2 separate regions of the Mus musculus genome follow, and region 1 is linked to region 2. A link is a contact called in public Micro-C data. All regions are on one chromosome and are shown on one strand. The core of a region is the stretch at or near the end of the contact, and the rest is flanking DNA. Distances in the headings are between cores, read along the strand shown. Region 1 holds the start of Ampd2 (adenosine monophosphate deaminase 2). Region 2 holds the start of Slc6a17 (solute carrier family 6 (neurotransmitter transporter), member 17).

Region 1 (4,534 bases), core at 1,549-4,048, 570 kb after region 2:
CCTGAAGGCAGACCACAGGGCTGCAGAAAGGAAGACAGAGTCCTCATTTTAAACCCTTTCCTATCAGATAGGCCTGGAACTACACAGACGAGCTAGGTGAGTAAGAAGGGTACCAGCAGCCAGAGCCATCCTCCTACTATACCACAAGACTGTAAACGACTGCTAGGGACTCACCAGAGGAGAAGCACAGGCGCTATCCTCCACTCTCCAAGCCAGGATCCATCTCCCTGGCCCTGTGCCAAAACTTGGCATCTACAGTACCACACATACAGGCAAAAGCCAAAGGGGACCACTCCATCAGCTCCAGGATTTCTGGTGCTTAGTCAATCACCTTTGACTGGGAGCATCCTCACTCACTCACTCAAGACTGCCTCACTAGGCCTTGACCCCAAGTAGAAGATGCTCTCAAGGTATAAGCACCTAAGGGTCTCTGGTTCAGCAACAGAGTAACCAGCACAGAGCTAGTCCCAGGGCATACACCTAGAAGACAGATGCGAGCACAGAGAATCTATCTCAGTACAGTACAAAGCCTAGATAAGCACAGTCAGCAGGATAAGAATAGGCCAGAGGCGGTTAGTCAGGGTGTCAATACAGGCAGCTATAAGGAGTTGATAACACCCAATCAATCATCGAAATGTCTTTCTTTTAGCCATTAGACTTGAGAGTTAAAGACACATCCCTGGAAGCACAAACTCTAGTAGCTAAGTCCTCACCAGGATGGACCACAGGGCCAGCTGCAGATGGTGCAGAGATGCCCACTTAGGTCCAAAGGATGCAGCGTACATAGCCCACCAGCCATTTCAAGGGCTCCCCACTCTCCTGAAGAAATTCACAACACAGGCCTGGAACAAGCCAACAGGAAGGACACTGGCAATAGGTGTTAGCAATCTGGTTGTGTAGGTGTTAGCAATGCATGACCCCATATGTCAGACCTCACCACCCCACTCACCAGGGAGGGAGTTCTAGATCTAGGGTCTTGGAAAGAATAAGTAAAGGCAAGTCTAGCCTGAGTCTGCCTGGTACCAATCAGAGTAGCCAGTCCGCAGTCAGTCCCACACCCTCCCCACTCCATTCACATACACTTCACACGCAGTCTTAGCATCTGCACAAGCTGACACGTGTGCATATACATCTCGTGGGCACCCACATCCACACCCACTCCTTGTTACGGAGGGCAGCACCCCTGACATGGAAACCTCAGGCACCCCCTCCCACCTCCCTCCCTGCGCCATCAAGTCAGCCAGTCAGCCGGGGAACCGGGGAACCGAGGTCGAGAGGCATCATTGCAGAGAGGGTGCTGCAGAAGGGGACCTTATCGGAGGCACTCAGTGGCCTGGACAAGAGGAGGGGAACCCATGCCTGAAACCAAGAACTCTCACCTGGAGCGGCAGCGGAAGCTTGCAGGCCGGCCCGCTTCTTAAAGGGATATTTGGCCTTGGACTTGCCTGGGCCAGGATAGGATGCCATGGCTGGGGCCAAGGCGACAGCGGAGGAACCTCACCGGCTGGGGCCAAGCTCTCCCACATCCAACCCCTTCCTCCGCCCCGCCCCCAGCGGGAGTGACTGATGCAGGAAGCAGCGCCCCGCAGGCGGAAGAGGCTCTGGCCACGATTTCTGATGTTGTCTAGGCAACCTCGGGGAGTGGGGCCTCCATCCTGCCCCTTATCCCTCTCTTCCCACTCCAGTCTTTAGAGTGCCCTGTCTGATGGTGGCTAGGGCCGGGGTCGGGATGCAGAGAAAACAGATGGAGCAGCACCAGCTCTAAGCTCTTTACTACCCTCACCCCACCTCGGGAACCCTCATCCCTTGCCAAGGCTCCAAGGCAAAGAAGCCAAAGTCCAGGCTAGGCTGGTCCAGCCAGCCAGAGAGAAAAATAATAGGCAAGAATACCGCCTGAGCTCCAACCTCAAAACCCATTTCCTCCAGGGAAGGAACAACGGTACTCATGAAAACCCAGAGCCTCTGGGGCAGAGCCCCCCTCTTTTCTTCTCCATCTGACCCCTGCTCTAGGGACAGCCCAGCTCCGGGAGGAGGCAGAACTGAGAATTCGAGCCCAGGAGGGAGGGGCCTGTCTTGGGAAAATTCCACTGACCGGCAGAAGCTGTCTCCTAGGAAGACAGGAAGAGTAGGAGGCTGGGTCTTGTCTGAGGTCGATGGGAAAGACCCCAGCCTACTCTGACCTGTCGCTCTGCCTGTACACTCAAGATCTGCTTCCTTGGACCCTTCTAGGAGCCGTTCACGTCCCCTAGGTCTTGCAGGCATTGCCAAGACCCCCCACCCACTTATCACCCGACCCAGGCACCTCTGCCTTGGAGTCCCTTTATCAACCACACACGCGCCACACACTTACCTGAGGCCATGCTGCCCAAGTCCCGCGTGGACCAGGAAGGCAGCCTACGAAAGTCTGCACAGCGAGGGAGCCGGGCTGAAGAGGGGAGAGGGCCCCCACCGGGGCGAAGTCGCGCCACTGGCCCCTGCACCCGCACTGAGAAGCGGGAAGGAAGGCAAGGTTTTCAAAATGGCCAGCTGGCCGGGGGGCGGACTCCCGCCGACTTCAGCGGCCAGACTGACCTCAGGAGACCCCGGAGTCGCGACCCCAAGCCTGCACTCAAGAGGAAACAGGCCACGTGCTCCCCAGAAAACCGGACCCGGAATTCGCCTAGGGTTCTTTCACCACTTTCTGGGAATCAATTAGGGATCCGGCTCCTGTGGCCGGGCTACGGGGGAGTCACGCAACAGGTGCGACCCCGCCGAAACCTTCCGGGCTGCGCGCCAATCTCGCGTACCCCAGGCCCCGCCAAGTCCGCGGCCACGCCCCGTTCGGCCACGCCTCTTGGCCTCCTGGCCACGCCCCAACCATTTTCCCAGTTCCCTTACGCCACGTGGGCAGCCTCCGGACCAGGGTTGGCCTTGGCTTGGCCCTTTGGTCTTGGGCGATTTCTGTGCGTCAGTTTCCTCATCAGTAAGATGGGATGAGGCAATGGAAACACCCCATCCAAAGAAAGGAGTTACTGAGGACTGAAGGTAAATCCCCTTTGCACAATGTCTGGCACAAAGTCAGGTAGCTATTATTAGGGTCCCAGAATCCATTTCAAGCAGAAGCCCTGCCCTTGAATTCTCCGCATTCCCACCTGAATCTATTTCCTTCTATCAGTCATTGGTAGGCAGGATGTGCCCTTCAAAGCCGGTTCACCATCCCACATTAATTTCTATGTTGACGTTAGACTAGCCAGAATGCCTAGGTTCAAATTCAGACATCTCCACCTACTTTCTGACTGATGGTGAACTTCTCTCTGGGTTTTACTGGTTAACTTTGGCTCTTACACCCGCTCTGATGAAGATAAAGGAGATAATTATAAGTGCTTAGACTTGTGCCTGGCCTGTAAGTTACTTCCCAATCAGTGTTCCTGGAAGATTTCTTTGGCCTGGGATCACTATGGCCAGCTCACTGATTTCTCCTTGTGGGTTATGAGAAATTGGGCTGTTTGAATAGGGCCACAGACACCCTCTCAAACAAGGATTCCTGCCTCCCAGGGGCAGCCTGTACCTACAGGAACCCTGAAAAGGAAAGTCCTCCCCTTTATCAGCAGCAGTTGGTCCCTTCCCTCGCCTCTCCCCTGGGGGAGTCTTTGCCCCCTCACCCAGCTGCTCTGAAGTCTCTCCAGCTGCTTTCAGTCCCTCCTCTCCCCAACTGGAACTCTGAGTCCTGATCCCCCATCTCTATCTGCATCTGATGTGGCCTCTAGGGAGTCTCCTATCCGCTATACTAAAACAAACTTTAAAAACTATTGCCTTAGGCTGGGGGTGTCAGCTCAGGGGCAGTATCCCTCTGCCTTACATGCGAAAGCAAACCCCAGAATTGCAGAAAAACGATGAAAATACAAATTTTTAAAAAACCCTACAGGTGGCCTCCATAAACTTGGGAGACCAGTGGGTTATGGGAATCCAGCTCACAGAGAATCAGACTAAAATAGAACAAGGAGAACCTTATTCTTACACCGTTACGTTTAAATATCAAAACAGGAACCACTAAAAGCATCGGATACAGGTGATGGTGTACTGAGCTGGGGCACGCATTATGTGGCTGTAAATACTAATATAATCTAAGAACCGTTTGGCAAAATAAAATCAAGTATCGCTATAAGTTGCACTGTTTTGACTCAGTAATCCACTTCTAACAAGTCTTTTTTTTTTTTTAACTCAAAAATAATTTTATTAGAGTTTAAAGGAAAAGCCCCAGGGTGTACAAGTTGTAACTCTCAGCTTCCTGGAAGAAGAGAAGGGAAGGGAAACACACGTTGGAAGAAAGAGAAAGAAAAAAAAAAAGTTCTATCTTTCTGAATTAGCTCAGGAAGGTAGGAGGGCCCAGAAAACCTCATAGGGATTTTCTCAGGGTGTACGAATCACAAATCTGTTCTTAATTAGAGGGTTGTCAGAAAAATATCCACAAAGTTGTTCAATATTGCAGTGTTTACCACAGAAAATTTGGAAACATAAAGGCCTAGCAACAGGGGAATGTTAAATGAACACAATG
Region 2 (4,938 bases), core at 1,491-3,990:
CCCTTAAGAAAGTGGGAGATCCATTCTCCTCTTTCCCCTCTAGAAAAAGCAAACCTCAGTTCTGCTGAGCCTTTCTTTTGAAGCTTCTAACTCTGCTCTAGATAAGACATGTAGGTAGGGAGATGGCAAGACATCTCCAAACAAAGAGAAAGAACCCCTGAAGTCTACTCAGCAGGTACACCAGCCTGGGAACAGGCCACAGTCATAAATAATACCAGTGAGTCAAGGTCTCTCTGCTGGAGTCATCCAGGAGCTATTGTAAATGCTCACACTGCTCACCTCACACAAGCCTGCTTCTTGTTCCAGCTTCCCCTTCCAGAGGAGACCTGAGAGTTGGAGTTGGCTCCATTTGAAGTTGAGTTGTGGGTTCAGTCATACAGAGTCTTACACACACACACACACACACACACACACACACACACACACACACGCACGCACACCATGCTCAGAAGCATAGCTGAGGTGAGGGAGATCATCTCTGGCTGAGATCCATAAGGGAAGAGGTGGGAACCCAACATCGGGGTGGCACCTGCCATGTCTAGCACTGGCCACAAAGTAAGAAAAATGGTACCAAGAGCATCCTCCTTAACAACTTTGAAAACAGATGTTCCAGGATGCAGTGGCTTGCTCAAGGTCACCATGTTGGCACATGATGGAACATTAGGCCAAACTGTGACCACAAGCACGGGACCCCTCTGCAGCCTGGTGGTACTCACCATCCCCATGGGGACAGAGTTCAACAGGCCCTCCTTAACAGCAGGCAGACTGAGATCTACTCTGAAGACTTGGCTACCCCTACACTACCTGCAAGCTCAGGCCATTCCAGCTCACGAGTCCTGCTAAAGAACTCCAAGGAACTCACAAACAGCTGACACACGACTCTGTGTGACTCAGGCTAAGCCAACTCCAATCAGAGCTGGTGGGCACGATTCCCCTCCTGCACTGAGTCACCAAAGGCTAAGCTGCAGAAATTCTCTATTCGACTCAACCACCTACTTAGCCACAGCTGCTCCATTAGAGGAAAAGGGAACACAGGAGCTAAAACCTCTGATGGCCTTGTCCACAGCCAAGGGCAACCAGGTGTGACCTGAAAGTCCTTCTCTCCCAAGAGATGGACCTAACTTACTAGATGGTATAATGTGAGAACCGCGGGAGGTGCAAGATGTTTAAGCTCCACATAGCCCACCAAAATAGATACTAAAGTTTTGGTACCGTTTTTTATGGAGCCATTGCAGGGTTTTCTCAGTCCCTGGCAGTTTTTTTGTTAAAAGGGCAATAACAGTCTTTCTTCTTCATCCCCACTCAACCCAACCCAATCCAACCTGCTTCTTGTTCACAACTGAACTGCCTCCCATAGTAGAAATTTCCTAATTCACATGTCCCATTAAACTATTTCTAAGGAGGAAGAGAAAAGGACAGAGGGAGAGAAAGGAGGAGGGAGGGAGGGTGAAGAGAGGGAGGGAGGGAAGTTTTCAAAGAATAAAACCCACTTGACTGCTACTGGGTCCGAGTAGCCTCAAAATTGAACTTGAACACAAGATAGAGCTGTTTGGGCTTTTAAAGAGGATGAAGCATCAGGCTTCCTTCTCAGGCGGCCGCGCCCCTAGGGGAGCAGTCCTGACGTACTGCGAACATCCCTTCAGAGCCCTGTCTGCACAGGTTTAAATGTGGCGGAGGCCTCTCTCCAGACAGCTGGCCCCTCTAGACTGTGGCCCCCAGTGCACATCACCTGTCTCTGCCTTTCGGTCCCCAGATGTGCTTCCCTCCTGGGAGGAAGGGCTCTTCCACTCTAGCCCCAAATTCACTGAGGAGCAGCCCCAGGGCTGGGAATTAAATCTCGGGCGCGAACGTTCTGCTTCTCTAGCCAATGTTACCGTCAAGGTCACGGGCCCGTGGCCGAGTGTCTGAGGCTGGGGTCTCCAGCAGCGCCGGAGCCTCCCCGTGGGGCTGCGCCCTAGGCGCGCTCCAGGCGGAGGGACCCACCGAGCTGGCCTCGCTGGCTCTTCATTAGTGCTCGCCTCTTCAGCTGTCCTGTTACCTCCGGAGTTCTGGGGCATCCTGAGCTCCAGAAGCTGAAGCTCAAGTCCAACCTGTGCAGGAGCTGCCGTGCACCCTTGACGCGCCAGAACGTCGCCGCCCCGGGCCTCCGTCGCCAGGCAACGATGGCTGGAGCGGCAGGAGGAGCCCCTGAGCCAGCGCAGGTCGTGTGGACCCAGAGAAAGCGCCGCCTTGCACGCTTTCAGGCCTTTCAGGCTGAGGCGGGGCCGCGCAAGCAAAGTTGCCGTGGCTGTCCCAGGGATGCCATTCGGGGAGCAAACAGCGACTCACCTGTCCCGCGTGGGCCGTCGCGCGGACTCGGCCCCTGGATTTCCGCCGAGTGGCCGTGGTCCCGGACGGGTCGTGGGTGCACCGTCCTTCCCGAGGGCAAGGGGAGTCAGGCAGCGACAGGCCCCAGCTGGGGCTGGGGGACCTGGAGCTGCGCGCGCCGGCGCACGCGACTCAGCTGGCTTGTCGCTCCCTCCGTCGCCGTGAGTCCCAACCCTGCTCCCGCCCTCCGCTCGCTCGGGGCTCTAGGGAGCCGCCCCGGGGCTCAGATCCCGCCGCGGAGGGAGCGCGTGGCTGCGAAGGCCCCGGCCGAGTGCCGTCGTCCCCGTGCCCGGTCCGCGTCGGCTCTGCGGAGCGGAACGGAGCTGGGCGGAGCGCGGCGCGCGCTGTTCCCTCGCTTTCCGAAAGGCCACCCTGGCGGCGGGGCGCCGTGACGCAGGCTTGACTCACGCGCGGGCCCGCGTCAATGCGAGGCTCCCCGGCTGCGTGCGAGGCTCTGATGGCGGACCCAAACAGAGTGGTGGGTAGGGAGCAGGAGAGGGGTTGCCGAAAGAAGCCTCTTGAGATCCGAAGGCTCTCTTTAGGCATCTGCTCTCAGGAAAATAAACTGCCATGGCCAAAGGCCTCCTGAGCCGAGGACCTCACCTGTCATTACAGACTCACCTTCTTTTGACCCTCTCAGGATTCCAGTCCCACTCAGTGGTTATTCTTTCCATCTCTACGTGGATGGTGCCTCGATTCCCACCTTTGGCTGCCCCTTCCCCCTGGCATTCTTCCATCCTATCACCCCACAAGGCCAACCTCTACACAACTCAAAAACCTGACAGATGAGTCTAGTGAGGGCAGTAAGAGAGAGGGAAATTGTGACTGGGTACCAAACAGGTGTTGAAGGATGCTGGCCCCAAGGGATACGTAGACAAAATGAGGAAAGGCAGCCATTGTGGAGGGAATGTATTTATTTGCTCAGGGTGAATGCAAAAGTGTAGACTATGTGCATACAAGTGGTTGCCTGAGCAGAAACAGCTGGCGAATGACAAAAAGTGACAGGGCCTGTCTGGCTAGAAGTGCTGTTCGGGAGTCTGAAATAATTGTCTCTGCTCTAGAGGACCTTTGGTATTTCCAAACAAGTACCTGTTTGGAAGGGGTGGAGGAAGTGAGATCATGATGGAGACCAGAAGCAAGTACTGGGATAGTCTGTACTTCAGTCTAACTAGCTGGCTGGCCACCGATTTATGGATGATGACTGAAGACACAGAAGCCCAGGGGCCAGAAACAAAGCACATGTATTGCAAGTGAAATGATTCAGATTCGGATCAGTTTCTCAAGTCCTGTGGGAGGGCTTCAAGTTTAGGGAAGCCTAAATGTTTTATAGTGGACTCTAAGAAAACTCACAGGTGATTTGCCCCTACAGAATTTTTATCATAATGAACAGCAAACAACACTTCCCTCCACCTTCTCTGTTCTCTGAAGCAGATCGCTATGCAAAGATCCACCAGTTTACTGTGCAAAGATCCTCCAGTCCTTACTGGAACAAAAAAAAAACATCAGTTCCTTGGCCCGTGAGACATCTGGACATGAAAGATACCCATTGAGAATGATCTCTGCCAATAGATGGTTCTTTTAGTTAACAAGTATTTAGCAAGTCTATTGTTTGCTGAGCACTGTTGCAGTCCTATGGATGTTACAGGGAAGACCCATCATGATCCCTGCCCTCACAGAACATATGTTCTGGTGGACTTAACCAGGAAATCAGCAGGATGGAGGTACACCGAAGGAAGAAGTGAGTAATGTAAGAGGTGTGGAGGAGGTGAACAAACCCAGTGAGACAACTGAGATGCAGAGAGGGGGCGAGAGGAAGGAGAACCTCAGATAAAGGTGGTTTTAAGGAAAGGAGTTTTAGAGTTTGTGTAATGATTGCAAAGAACTTTTGAGCCCAGTGAGCCTAAGTTTTTTTAATCTAGATTGTCATCACTTACATACCCTGAGTAGGATTTATAACCTAATGAGCCTAACGGTGCATACTGTAAGAAAATGCAATCCTATACAGTTGCTGTTATGATCACATAAGATGATTATTTTAAATTATTTGATGTCACATGTGCTTGATAAATGGCAATTATTGGGTGACTGTATTGTCACTAAACTAAACAAAAAAACAAAAACAAAAACAAAACACCTAGGAAGAAGAAATTTGGGGAAGAAGGTAAGTATATATATCAGATAGAAGTCCCTTGTCTCATCATAGCCACTTGCTGACAACCTTAATCCTGAATAGGCTCAATACCTGGTTTCTTCATGCAAAGTTCTCGGTGGGGGGGGGTGCGGAGGGGGGAGCGTGAAGTCACCATCTCCCTCTACCTTCTCGGTCGCCAGCCTTGGGTGGGCTTCTTGATTCCCAGTGCCTCTATGTGGCTTTATGAGCCATCAATTCCTCTCCTCAATTAAGGCCTCCTCAAGTTTCTATTCTCTTAACCATCCTGTGTCTACCCATTGCCTCCCTGGTCTTTCAGAAACCGCCTTGGTCCTCAGAGCAGCTACACTCCTTTCCTCCCTCCCATCCCTGGGAGAGCAGGGGAGCCTTCCCTGCTGTCAGAATCCAAGCCCTTCTTAGCC

The links. A called contact is a pair of places that touch in the nucleus more often than the background predicts.
Region 1: a Micro-C map of embryonic stem cells shows a contact between it and region 2, with 5 times the contacts expected there. The contact joins the promoter of Ampd2 here to the promoter of Slc6a17 in region 2. A contact is called at or near these places in 1 of 39 promoter capture datasets (cranial neural crest), 1 of 484 Hi-C or Micro-C datasets (embryonic stem cells) and 1 of 115 datasets of contacts at active chromatin or transcription factors (large pre-B cells).

What each region holds. Positions count from the first base shown.
Region 1 is chr3:108,083,868-108,088,401 of GRCm38.p6, forward strand. Ampd2 (adenosine monophosphate deaminase 2) reads right to left here and starts at 2,799. Exons shown (of 18, transcript NM_028779.5): 1 at 2,351-2,799. The coding sequence starts at 2,360. It overlaps Gm12500 (predicted gene 12500), which reads left to right and starts at 2,109. Exons shown (of 1, transcript NM_001358018.1): 1 at 2,109-4,144. The coding sequence starts at 2,359. The coding sequence ends at 2,976. It also overlaps a transcript of Gnat2 not described here.
Region 2 is chr3:107,515,278-107,520,215 of GRCm38.p6, forward strand. Slc6a17 (solute carrier family 6 (neurotransmitter transporter), member 17) reads right to left here and starts at 2,741. Exons shown (of 12, transcript NM_001293689.1): 1 at 2,329-2,741.